Regions from separate parts of the Danio rerio genome. Here region 1 is linked to region 2. The links are chromatin contacts, called in public Hi-C maps. All regions are on one chromosome and are shown on one strand. Each heading gives the region's core, a stretch centred on a gene start, on an enhancer-like site or on the middle of the called end of the contact. The rest is flanking DNA. Distances are from core to core; before and after follow the strand shown. Region 1 overlaps rbms1b (RNA binding motif, single stranded interacting protein 1b). Region 2 holds the start of tbr1b (T-box brain transcription factor 1b).

Region 1 (5,749 bases), core at 2,994-5,493, 61 kb before region 2:
AGAAATAAAAGTACATGAGCTCTCACAGGGGTCGTACCATTTCAAAAGGTACAAATTTGTACCTAAAAGGTCGATATTAATATCTCTAGGATACATATTAGTACCTAAAAAGTACAAAAGTGGTCCTCTTAAAAGTTTTAGGTAGTTTCATAGGTAGCTCATTTCTCAGAGTGTATGAGTGCATTTTAATTTTAAATTAAGATCATGTCGCTAGTTAACACTATCAATGCATTTTTTTCCAATACATCCCACAGTTTTAAAATATCAGCCTCTATTCTGGTAAAAGTACCGGAATTAATATGAAAATCAGAAAAGTGTAAAACCAATTTATTAAAAAAATAATCAAAATAAAACATTTTTAATACTAAACCATCTTTATTTTTTAAAGTATGCCATAAATATTTTAGATTCTCATTTAACACGTTTTCTTCTTATTTTTTATTTTGTTTTATAAAACCAAAATCATGAGTAGTATAGTGCAACAGGATTTATGTTGTTTGATTTTTTTATAAATCAACAATGGTTTAAATAATGGTTTACGCTAAAGCAGTCATCCTTTAAATGACTTTGACAGTCATTATTTAACACAGCCAAAATATGGTCAACAATTTAGTAGAGCAGGCAGTTAAAGGGTTAAAACAATATATTTAAAAGACATAGAAAATTCGGGTAGAAAATTTCAATGGGTCATGTAATTGGCCCATAAACATTTCCTGCTTGTTATCAAACTATTTATTAATGTAAATAGAGGACAATTCAATCATAACTTCATGATAAACAGCATTCATGACATTATTTATCAATATGTGGCTTTTTTGGATTAACGGGAGCGAAAATTAAATATGTAAAACAGAAAATATGTTGAGACCTTTGTTTTGTTTACATACCTCAACATGGTTTATAATGCCTATATTTACAGGGGGAACCACGACAATATAGCTAAAATAATTAGCGTATTGTTCTGTTTACCCCCTAAAAGAGATTATATCTCATCGTTTGCGTCTTTGATAAATCTATTTTGTGTGTTTGGAGGATTGCAGCTTCATATTTGTTGATGCACCTGTCAGAAAGGCGCTTTTGTGGAGGCAGAACCGACCAGCAGGTGTTTGTGGGTCAGTTGGCCAATGTTTTCTAGCCTCTTGATGCGTCGATGGCCATCTCTCCATATCAGAGTCGTGCAGACAATCAACAACTTCCTACATGAACACATGTGAATGCATGGGATTCAGACCAAATGTATAAGGGCAAGAGCGACTCGGGCCACCCCGCAGTTTGCATGTTACCCAACAAGCAACGCGACGGTCCCTCTCGGTTCAGGATGCGCCGCGAATCCTCCTCATGTCAGGCGAAATGTGTTGAAGCGAAAGGCTGCCTTCCGTAGGTCTCTGAGCAGTCCTGTCTGCTGTGTCTGTGTGTGTGTTTGTTTCGATGCCTGGTTTGCGAGCCCCCCGATTCTGGAGCACGGATTTGGCAGTCACAGCAAGTGATGACAGAGGCATTGGTGAGATCGCACCCGGAGCCCCAGAGGACGCAATACCGTTTCTGAAGAAGCACAAGGAAAGAAGGCCTCTAGACCGCTTTGCTATAAGCCTGATAAAGTCGTGTGATTTGTGGGAAATAAAATTAAATAATAAATATTTTTTGGGGGTGTCCAATAGCTAATCCCACCCGGCAAAAAGTTCTTAAAATAGCCATTTTGCTTACGCGTAAACGTTTGTTTTACAATCAAATGATTCCTAAACTGAATGCATAACCAAAATACGTTTCCTAAAAATAGTAATAATGTTGAATCCTCTTAAATATCAATAAATGGGCTAACTTTATAACCCAATTGAGAATACTTGAAAAGCATTAAGATCTGTTTGTTTTCTTAATGTGTTTAGGCCTCTAACAAAACGGCATGTTAAATACTAAAGAAGAAATCTGAAGAAATTTCCTCTATATTATATCGTTTATTTACGTTTCCATGCAGATTATAAGCTATTATTTCTTCATGAATATTCAACACATTATTTGTCAATGGTTACAGGTTTTAAGCATTCTTCAAAATATAGTTTTTATTATTAGTATCTAATGACTGACATTTTTATTGGGGGTTGTATCTATCTATCTATCTATCTATCTATCTATCTATCTATCTATCTATCTATCTATCTATCTATCTATCTATCTATCTATCCATCTATCCATCCATCCATCCATCCATCCATCCATCCATCCATCCATCCATCCATCCATCTCTGTCAATAACCCACATTTCTTGAAACATACATTTCTTTATTTTGCCTGCGCGTAAAGTTTGTTTTACAATCAAATGAATGCATAACCAAAAATAAGTTTAAATAATAATAATATTTAATCATTACAAATATCAATAAATGGGTTAACTTTTTAATTGAATGAGAACATTTGAAAAGCATTAAAATTAGTTTTTTTTTCTTGATGTGTGTACGCCTGTTACCAAAACATTTTTTAAACTGTTGTTGAATGTTAAAAAATCTGAAGAAGTTTTCTCTATATTATATTTCTTTATATTGTTTAATTACGTTTCCATGCAAACACTAAGTTGTTATTTCTATCTAAATTATCATCTTATTATTTTATATGCAAACCTTAAGGGAAAAGACCAATTGATAATCTGTCATGCGTCATAGGAACATTGCGTTTCTGTACGCATTTTGCAGGTGTTTCAATTTTGTTATTGAAACACTATTTATTAATATATATATATATATATATATATATATATATATATATATATATATATATATATATATATATATATATATATATATATATATATATATATATATAGGTAACATTTCATTCATTCATTCATTCATTCATTCATTTTCTTTTCGGTTTAGTCCCTTTATTAATCCGGGGTCGAGACAGCGGTACGAACCACCAACTTGTCCAGCATCTTTTTATGCCACAACCCTTTTCTGGAAAAGCTTTAAGGTAACAAGCCATTTCGTTTTATAAGTGTTTCTTTTGAAATGTTCTGTTAATGTTTTGCAGACGTTTTCGTTAAGTTGTAAAGTGAATGATTCATGAAGATCCTAATTAGAGCCTAATAATTATTTTTGTTATCTACTTTTAATGCATTAATTAGAGATATACACCTTTTAATTTTTAACTCATTATGGGTATTTCATTTTCAGCGTTCTGTTGGTGTTTTGCAAACGTTTCTGCTCAGTCATAAAAATACTTCTCAAAATTTTAAGCATTCAACACAGTTTTTTATGCGTTGGTTAAAGGCCTACATACATCAACAAAACAATGTTCAGCAAATGTTCTCTTTCGTTCATAATCGTATCCAATTTCTCAAGAAATCATGTGATTATAAAACATAATTTGATTATAATTAACAGCATAAGCTCTCTCTCTCTTTCTCTCTCTCTATATATCCAAGAATTATGAATGGACCAAACATTTGTTCTTTGAGACATGTATAATATATCAGACAGCGCTAAATGGGTGACTGGGAAAAAATTGTTTATTACAAACTTGAGAGAACTCGTCAAAACCAGAACCCAGCAAACAGTTTTGTGTTTGATAGCCGTCTTATAGACATCTAAACGTAGACAGCTTGGCTAAAACAAGACTAAACTTGGGCTGTCAGTGAAAATCTAATAGACATTTAAGCATAGCCCAAAACTAGACAAGTCGTCAAATAGACAGGTTAGACAGACTTTATAAGTAAAGTCTTATACTTAGTAAGTATAATTCATTTCTGTTTATTTGATGACTAGTCTAGTTTTGGCCTATTCTTAGACGTCTATTAGATTTTCACTGACAGCCCAAATATAGCCTTGTTTTAGTCAGGACGACTGTATTTAGACGTCTAGTAGACATCTTTTAAAAACAAAAAATGCTTGTTTGTGATAAAATTTCCCAAACATTAAAGTTTTTGCTGCTCTCAGCATGTCTATTGTTGTGCTTGTTGATGAAATGTAGGACAAGTGCACTGCCATCCATCTCGATAAAGATATTTTTTGATGCAAATTTGTTCATATCACGTGGTGAGCTGCGATTATTACACCGTTGACCTTTCAAAAGCAATAATGAAATAATGATGCACGGCGTATAGCTGTGTTTCCTGTTGCATTCATATAGCTATATATATGTGTGGCTTTCATTTTGCTTTCTGGATGGTTGATAAGGGGAGGAAGGGAGAGGGATGCAATGCGCCGCAAGGGTTAAGGCAGCATGAGAGAATCCATTCTCGGCTTAATGACCTAGCCTAGCTGGGCGAGGACGGCAGGGAACACGCTCTTGACTTGTACCGAATTTGCCAATTAACACCTCGGATAACAGGCAGCCTCGGAACATCAGGCGCGTTGGGAGGAGAGGCTCACATGCACTTTGTTTTTCATTCTTGGCCTGCTTCCTATGGCTGGCATGCATGCGTTTCAGCATCTTAAGGGCTTCAGGAAGACGTTTCAGTCATTCATTTCGCGTCGATCGCTCGATCAGAATAGCGAAGATGGCTTGGAAAAACGTGTTCGTTTTGTCCCTACAGCTGGAGGGAGATTTGGCTCCGGCTGCATAAGATATTCTTCGACTTTCGTGTTTCTCCGTTACTGATAGCGTTTGCTATTTTCACACTAGCCCATATGGCCGCTTGCAGCCTCAATTAGATCCACAACTCTGGTTTCCAAGACACACTCTCTCTCTCTTTCTTTCTCTCTGTCTCTCTTTTTCTCATGCCTGGCTCCCTCTCCCTCTCTTTTGTTGCTCCTATTGAACAAATGAAGACTAACAGACTGATATCGTCTTGATCACAAAGTTAATTATTCAAAAATCTAGATCTTGACTCTGGTCTCCTTGGTTGAAGCACCCACTCCTCTCCAGCCTATTATTTTCTCACATGTTTATCAGACGCCTAAACAACACCTTGGGCGGGTGTGAATTTTCAAGCCCCCGGTGAAATTCTCACCGGGCCCGTCACTGTTTTTCCTCCGAGTCCATTTACAGGTAGGAGAGAGAGAGAAAGAAGCACCGCTGCCAGGTCCTAATGACTTGAAGCCCGCCTTAAAAAACACCTTTCGGCCCGCGTGTCCGCGACATCCTCGCGTCAAGCGAGTAAAATTGAAAAGGCGCGTTTTTTTCGCGCGTTTTTCCCCTCTCGTCACCGTTCCACACGTGGCGATTCATTAGCAGCTATTCTAATAGAATGCGATCATCAAAGGAAAGATACGTAATTGATGGAAGTTCACACGCAGCCAAAGGTGACGCAATCTGTCTAACGATGTTCGTGAATCTGTGCCTTGTATTACATCTAGCAGGATAACATGAGTAGCACTTCCTTTAAGCGGCCGCGGACCTTCCGGTATTTTTTCCAATATGAGGTTGAGGGATCGTAACTCGCTTCGCCGACTAGACGAGCAGGGAGAATGTGAACCGTGCTATGGAGGTCCACACACCCGCATTCATTTATTTATGCAGTGTGAAGAAACCATCTGGCCGTGGAGAAATTGAAAGTGGATGTAATCTGGCAGGCGGCGGAGTGTATGACTGACACCTCATGCGGTATTAGTGGGAGGACAAAATCATTAATGCTCCGTCTGAACCGGTGCAGGCCATTAAACGACTGACTATCAGAAACCTTCGATTCCTTGAAAGTCTCCCAGACAATGATGATTCATTTGCATTCACAAAAATATACTAGGCCAGGTCAAATTTACTCATGGTTGTGAGATTAAATTTGTTTATTTGTTTTGGACATTTCATTTTCTTTTCAGCT
Region 2 (5,860 bases), core at 2,795-5,294:
GGATAGATGGATAGATTTGATGAATACTTGAAGATGTATTCATTGACTATTAATATTTTTTACTTTAAAATTGCTCAAAAAAAAAAACAATCAATGAAGTATAGTTTATGGATAGATAGATAGATAGATAGATAGATAGATAGATAGATAGATAGATAGATAGATAGATAGATAGATAGATAGATAGATAGATAGATAGATAGATAGATAGATAGATAGATAGATAGATAGATAGATAGATAATATTTGAAGTGTACATTGACTATTATTATTTTTACTATCGATATCATTATAATATGATACATGGGTTGCAACAACATAGGAATAAAACCATGCTTAAAGGGACAGTTCACCCCCCCTAACACACAAAAAAAGGACAATTCTGCCATTCACTCACCCTTCACCCCAATGAACTTATTTCTTCTGTTCAGCAACAAAACAAAATATTCTGAAAAATGTTGGTATAGCAGACACCCATTGACTACCATAGTACATCTTTCCTTCTATAAATGTCGATGGGTGCCAGCAACCAGCACTCTTCATATATATATATTTTTGTGAAAGCCTTAAAGGACAAAACCAAATGAGGGAGATAGATAGATAGATAGATAGATAGATAGATAGATAGATAGATAGATAGATAGATAGATAGATAGATAGATAGATAGATAGATAGATAGATAGATAGATAGATAGATAGATAGATGGATGGATGGATGGATGGGTGGGTGGGTGGGTGGGTGGGTGGGTGGGTGGGTGGGTGGTTGGATGGATGGATGGATGGAAGGAAGGAAGGAAGGAAGGAAAGAAGGATGGAAGGAAGGAAGGAAGGAAGGAAGAAAGGAAGGAAGGAAGGAAGGAAGGAAGGAATGAAGGAAGGATGGATGGAAGGAATGAAGGAAGGAAGGATGGATGGATGGATGGATGCATAGAGAGATGATAGATAGATAGATAGATAGATAGATAGATAGATAGATAGATAGATAGATAGATAGATAGATAGATAGATAGATAGATAGATAGATAGATAGATAGATAGATAGATAGATAGATAATCTAGATAGATAATCTAGATAGATAGATAGATAGATAGATAGATAGATAGATAGATAGATAGATAGATAGATAGATAGATAGATAGATAGATAGATAGATAGATAGATAGATAGATAGATAGATAGATAGATAGATAGGTGGGTGGGTGGATGGATGGATGGATGGAAGGGAGGAAGGAAGGAAGGAAAGAAGGATGGAAGGAAGGAAGGAAGAAAGGAAGGAAGGAAGGAATGAAGGAAGGATGGATGGAAGGAATGAAGGAAGGAAGGATGGATGGATGGATGCATAGATAGATAGATAGATAGATAGATAGATAGATAGATAGATAGATAGATAGATATATAGATAGATAGATAGATAGATAGATAGATAGATAGATAGATAGATAGATAGATAGATAGATAGATGAGGTCATTTTAATCTTTGGATGAACTTTCCCTTTAATGTAAAACAAACATGTAAGGATTATTGATAAATAAAGAGTTTTATCATAGGCTTATCATTATCAGTCTTTCCAACAGAAATAGGATTGCTTGTTCTTTTGTTGCTGACGTCACCTATTCAGTCTCTATGGCTGGCTTTTTGGCGCAAATTCATTTGTCACTTGATAATACGGCTAATACTAAACCGATATTTGGCCAAGTGTTGGCTCCATGTGTTACACTGGTAAATTTCACACTTGTAGTGTTATGCATTTACAAACGTGTCCGTTGTATTATTTAGTCTATGTTATGGTAATAATTTTGCATATTGTTGGGCCTGTGCCGTTGATAGTGATATTAATCATTTTTTTGTGTGTGGAAATCTAAGGGAAAAAGCTAGAGGAGATCCACTAATGCGATTAATTATTTTTAATATTATATATCATCAGTTGTAATAAAGCGTCCACCTGATGCTGCCGTGCTAAGTGTGTTTTTACGCCATTTAAAGGGCCAGTGCATGAGGCGCAGAGGCTCATCAAAGACTTCAGCGGTGCTTTCTAATCGGTCGTGTGGAGAGTCAGTTGTGGCAGTGAGACAGGTGAGATGAACTGATAAGAAGAACCTATTTCAGGCTGCTGAGGGGGAGGACGATGTGATTCCTATCAGATGACCGCTGGGATGCTGACAGACGTGTTACTCTAGAATATGGCAAAGCTGAGGGGTGATTAGGTAAAACTTTTGAACACTAACTGCGAGGTATGATTTATGAGAAAAAAATAAATACAAGCGTGCATTTGCTTGATTGCAAAGAGCAATTGCGTTATTATTTACCCCGTTGATTAAAGGCGATATAGGTAAATAAAATGATAGATGAAATTAGATAAAATGAAAACTGCCTTATTTATTTATTAACCTTTTTTGATTTTATTATTTCTTGTTTGACACAAAAACAGATATTTTGAAGAATGCCGTTTGCTCATCGACTTCCATAATACATTGAAAGCAGTCCCAACATTTTTCAAAATATCTTCTTTTGTGTTCAATAGCCGAAAGAAACTAAAATATGCTTTGGAAAAGTGAGTAAATGATGACAGAATTTAATTGTTTGGGTTTGCTATCTCTTTAATACGCAATGCATTTATTAAAATTACACCCCAATATAGTATAATATTATAAATACTATCTATCTATCTATCTATCTATCTATCTATCTATCTATCTATCTATCTATCTATCTATCTATCTATCTATCTATCTATAAACTATACTTCATTGATTGTTTTTTTTTGGAGCAATTTTATAGTAAAAAATATTAATAGTCAATGAATACATCTTCAAGTATTCATCAAATCTAATAATACATGTCTGATGTCTGTCTAGCTATATATATATATATATATATATATATATATATATATATATATATATATATATATATATATATATATATATAAATGACTATAACATGATCATGCTTAAAGGGACAGTTCACCCCAAAAAGAAAATTCTGCCATTCATTTTTTTTTCACCCTTAACCCATTTGAACTTTTTTCTTCTGTTCAACACAAAATGATAGATATTCTGGAAAAAAACGCAACGCATAATTTTTCTTAATCAAATAAAGGTTGTAGGCTTCGTTACTTGCCAAACGCACTTTGGATACCGGAGAAAGCAGACGCATCTTTATATGAGAGTCTTCTGAATCCCATTCAATATGTCTCCATAAATGCTTCTTTAAAGATGTTGGCTGCGATCCACAAACCTCAGAAGTGTCTAGCAGTCAGCATGCGAACTAAATAAGACCATATGAGGTGAAAAAAATAAGTTATACATATATGAAATATGTATCGCAATTTAATAGTATAATCCTAATTTAATTCGCATGTTTTTTATGTTATTGCGCGGTCTTTCAGCTAAATAATTCATCGCCAGTGCTATATTTTTAGTTTTTTATTAAAATTTTTTATTTATTTGTATTATATTTTATTATATAATAGTATTTTTTTAAACTGAATGTGGTTGGTTTGTAGGTTGGATTGACTCATGCCTGATTTTATTGTCTCAGGCAATGTTTTGAAGCGTAAAGCGTTGAATGCATAACCTGAAGTAGTCCATCCCCATCAAATATTGATATGTCTTGGGAGCAGTAAACAGATCTTCAGGAGAGGCCAATATTTCACGCTATAACGCAAACATTTTAGGTAGGGCGCGAGGCGTGTCATTTCAAGCGTTTTAAATAATGAATAATCAAGTTTTCCCTCCGATTATATTCGGCACACAATGGCTTCGAGTGCAAGACAATAGGGTTTATTTGCACTACTTAGTGGGCTACTAAGAAGCGCACGAGCCCCAATTTTCACAGAGTACAGTATACAAACATGGATGACCAGCAGAAGTGAATACACTGTGGCGTGCGAGCCTCCTTGATTACACTAATTAAGTTCTGTCTAATTAAATTACCGTCACGTGTTAACCAATAGCAAAAGTTGATTCATTAAGCATGCAGACCGAGCACTGAAAAGCAGAGCCTTTCCTGATTGCAGGCTAGTATCAATTGGCTAATTTGCTGTCTTGCACAAAGTAGCTCGAACCGCAGGAAGGCGTTAGTTTTCTCTCGCGCTCGCGTTAATTGCTATTTGTCATCGAGAGATGCAGCTCGAGCGTTGCATCTCGCCAGCTCTCGCGCGCTCCAAGAAATGTATGATTGTGGGCAGTGGCTACCCAAACGCACAAGCGTCTGAGCTCGCCTTGCAGGACTACCCTATTATATCAATCGGCGACAACCTGGAGAGAAGTTCACCTCTGAAAAAAAACTCCGCTGGGATGACGAATCAGTCAGAGGCAGACAATTTCGCCGACTCGAAGGACTCATCAGGGGACGTCCAGCGAGGCAAACTCTCTCCTGATCTTGACGGAGTCGCCGACAGTCGTCACACTTTCGATGGATCTGCAGGAGAAAGGTATCTCCTGTCTCAGTCCAGTCAAGTTCAGCCGAGTCCTACCACCATGTTTCCCTACCCGAGTCAGCATGGACCGACGCACCCGGCTTTCTCCATCGCCAGCCCGAGCCGCTACATGGCGCACCACCCGGTCATCACGAACGGAGCCTACAACAGCCTATTGAGCAACTCTTCTCCGCAAGGTTACGCGACCGCCGGGTACCCGTACGCGCAACAGTATGGACACGCGTACCAGGGCACGGCTTTCTACCAGTTTTCCTCCGCGCAAGCAGGACTCGTGCCCGGCAAAGCGCAGGTTTACCTCTGCAACAGGGCCCTGTGGCTTAAATTCCACAGGCATCAAACGGAGATGATTATTACCAAGCAGGGACGGTAGGTGTTTTTGCTGTTACGGTTATAAATGAGTGTTTGCCAAACTATTGTTTCCACAAATGGATGTTTTCGTTTGGCGAATATCAATAGGGACATATTAAGACACATATAAAACATATATCTTTTTCTTCCGACAAATACGAAGCTGTTTTTTTATTTTTTTATTTCAGTTTGCATTTTCCGGGAACAAAATATAAACGATTTAATAAAAATAAATTAAATGAACGTTTTCATAATAATAATAATAATAATAATAATAATAATAATAATAATAATAATAATAATGATAATAATAATAATAGTAACAATAATAATAATTATTATTATTATTGTTATTATTATTATTATTATTATTATTATTATTATTATTATTTATTGTTCTTATTGGTTAATTTAATTTTCTTTATTCATTTTATTTTGGAAGGACACACTTTTTACTTCTTCAAAATACCTAAACACCCAATACCTATATATTTAAATTCGTTTGCATTACTTTAATTCTTCTTCATTAATTCAAAGGCATTCACATATTTATTTATATATATAAAGAATTTAAGGTTGTTGCAAGCAGCACTGGAGTGTTATGCATTGAAACTTTACATTTTATTTTCCCTCAGACGAATGTTCCCGTTTTTGAGTTTCAATATATCTGGTCTCGACCCAACGGCGCATTACAATATCTTTGTGGACGTGATTCTTGCTGATCCGAATCACTGGCGCTTTCAAGGAGGAAAATGGGTCCCGTGCGGCAAAGCGGATACGAATGTAACAGGTGAACAAAATATGCTTTTTGTTTCATAGTTTATCTAATAACAAACTATTATTATTATTTTTATTTGTATTATTATTATTTCACATTAATCATAGTAATTATTTTGATGATGATAATAATGCTAACAACAATCTGTTTAAATAACATTAATTGTACAAGACGCATATGAGTTTTGGTTTGTTTATTTATTTAGCTATTTAATTTTATTTTTATGTGTGTTGTCCTGCCTCAGCACTGACATTCCCTTTCTAATATTTATGAACAGGGAACAGAGTGTA

Evidence for each region. Hi-C and Micro-C count contacts between places; a contact is called where the count stands out from the background.
Region 1: a contact with region 2 is called in a Hi-C map of embryo, with 2.9 times the contacts expected there. The contact joins the enhancer-like site here to the promoter of tbr1b in region 2. A contact is called at or near these places in 2 of 18 Hi-C or Micro-C datasets (embryo and gastrula embryo).

Annotation. Positions count from the first base shown.
Region 1 is chr9:53,487,060-53,492,808 of GRCz12tu, reverse strand. All of the region lies in intron 1 of rbms1b (RNA binding motif, single stranded interacting protein 1b), which reads right to left. Among named protein-coding and RNA genes, the nearest start is that of tbr1b, 63 kb to the right of the region's middle. Within about 2 kb of position 4,243, at least 5 of the 62 cell types and tissues checked have an H3K27ac peak or open chromatin away from gene starts, as enhancers often do. A contact at or near this core is called in gastrula embryo, where this site is marked.
Region 2 is chr9:53,425,473-53,431,332 of GRCz12tu, reverse strand. It overlaps tbr1b (T-box brain transcription factor 1b), which reads left to right and starts at 4,044. Exons shown (of 6, transcript NM_001115090.3): 1 at 4,044-4,810; 2 at 5,428-5,582; 3 at 5,848-5,860. The coding sequence starts at 4,128. The region is part of intron 1 of rbms1b (RNA binding motif, single stranded interacting protein 1b); the gene reads right to left.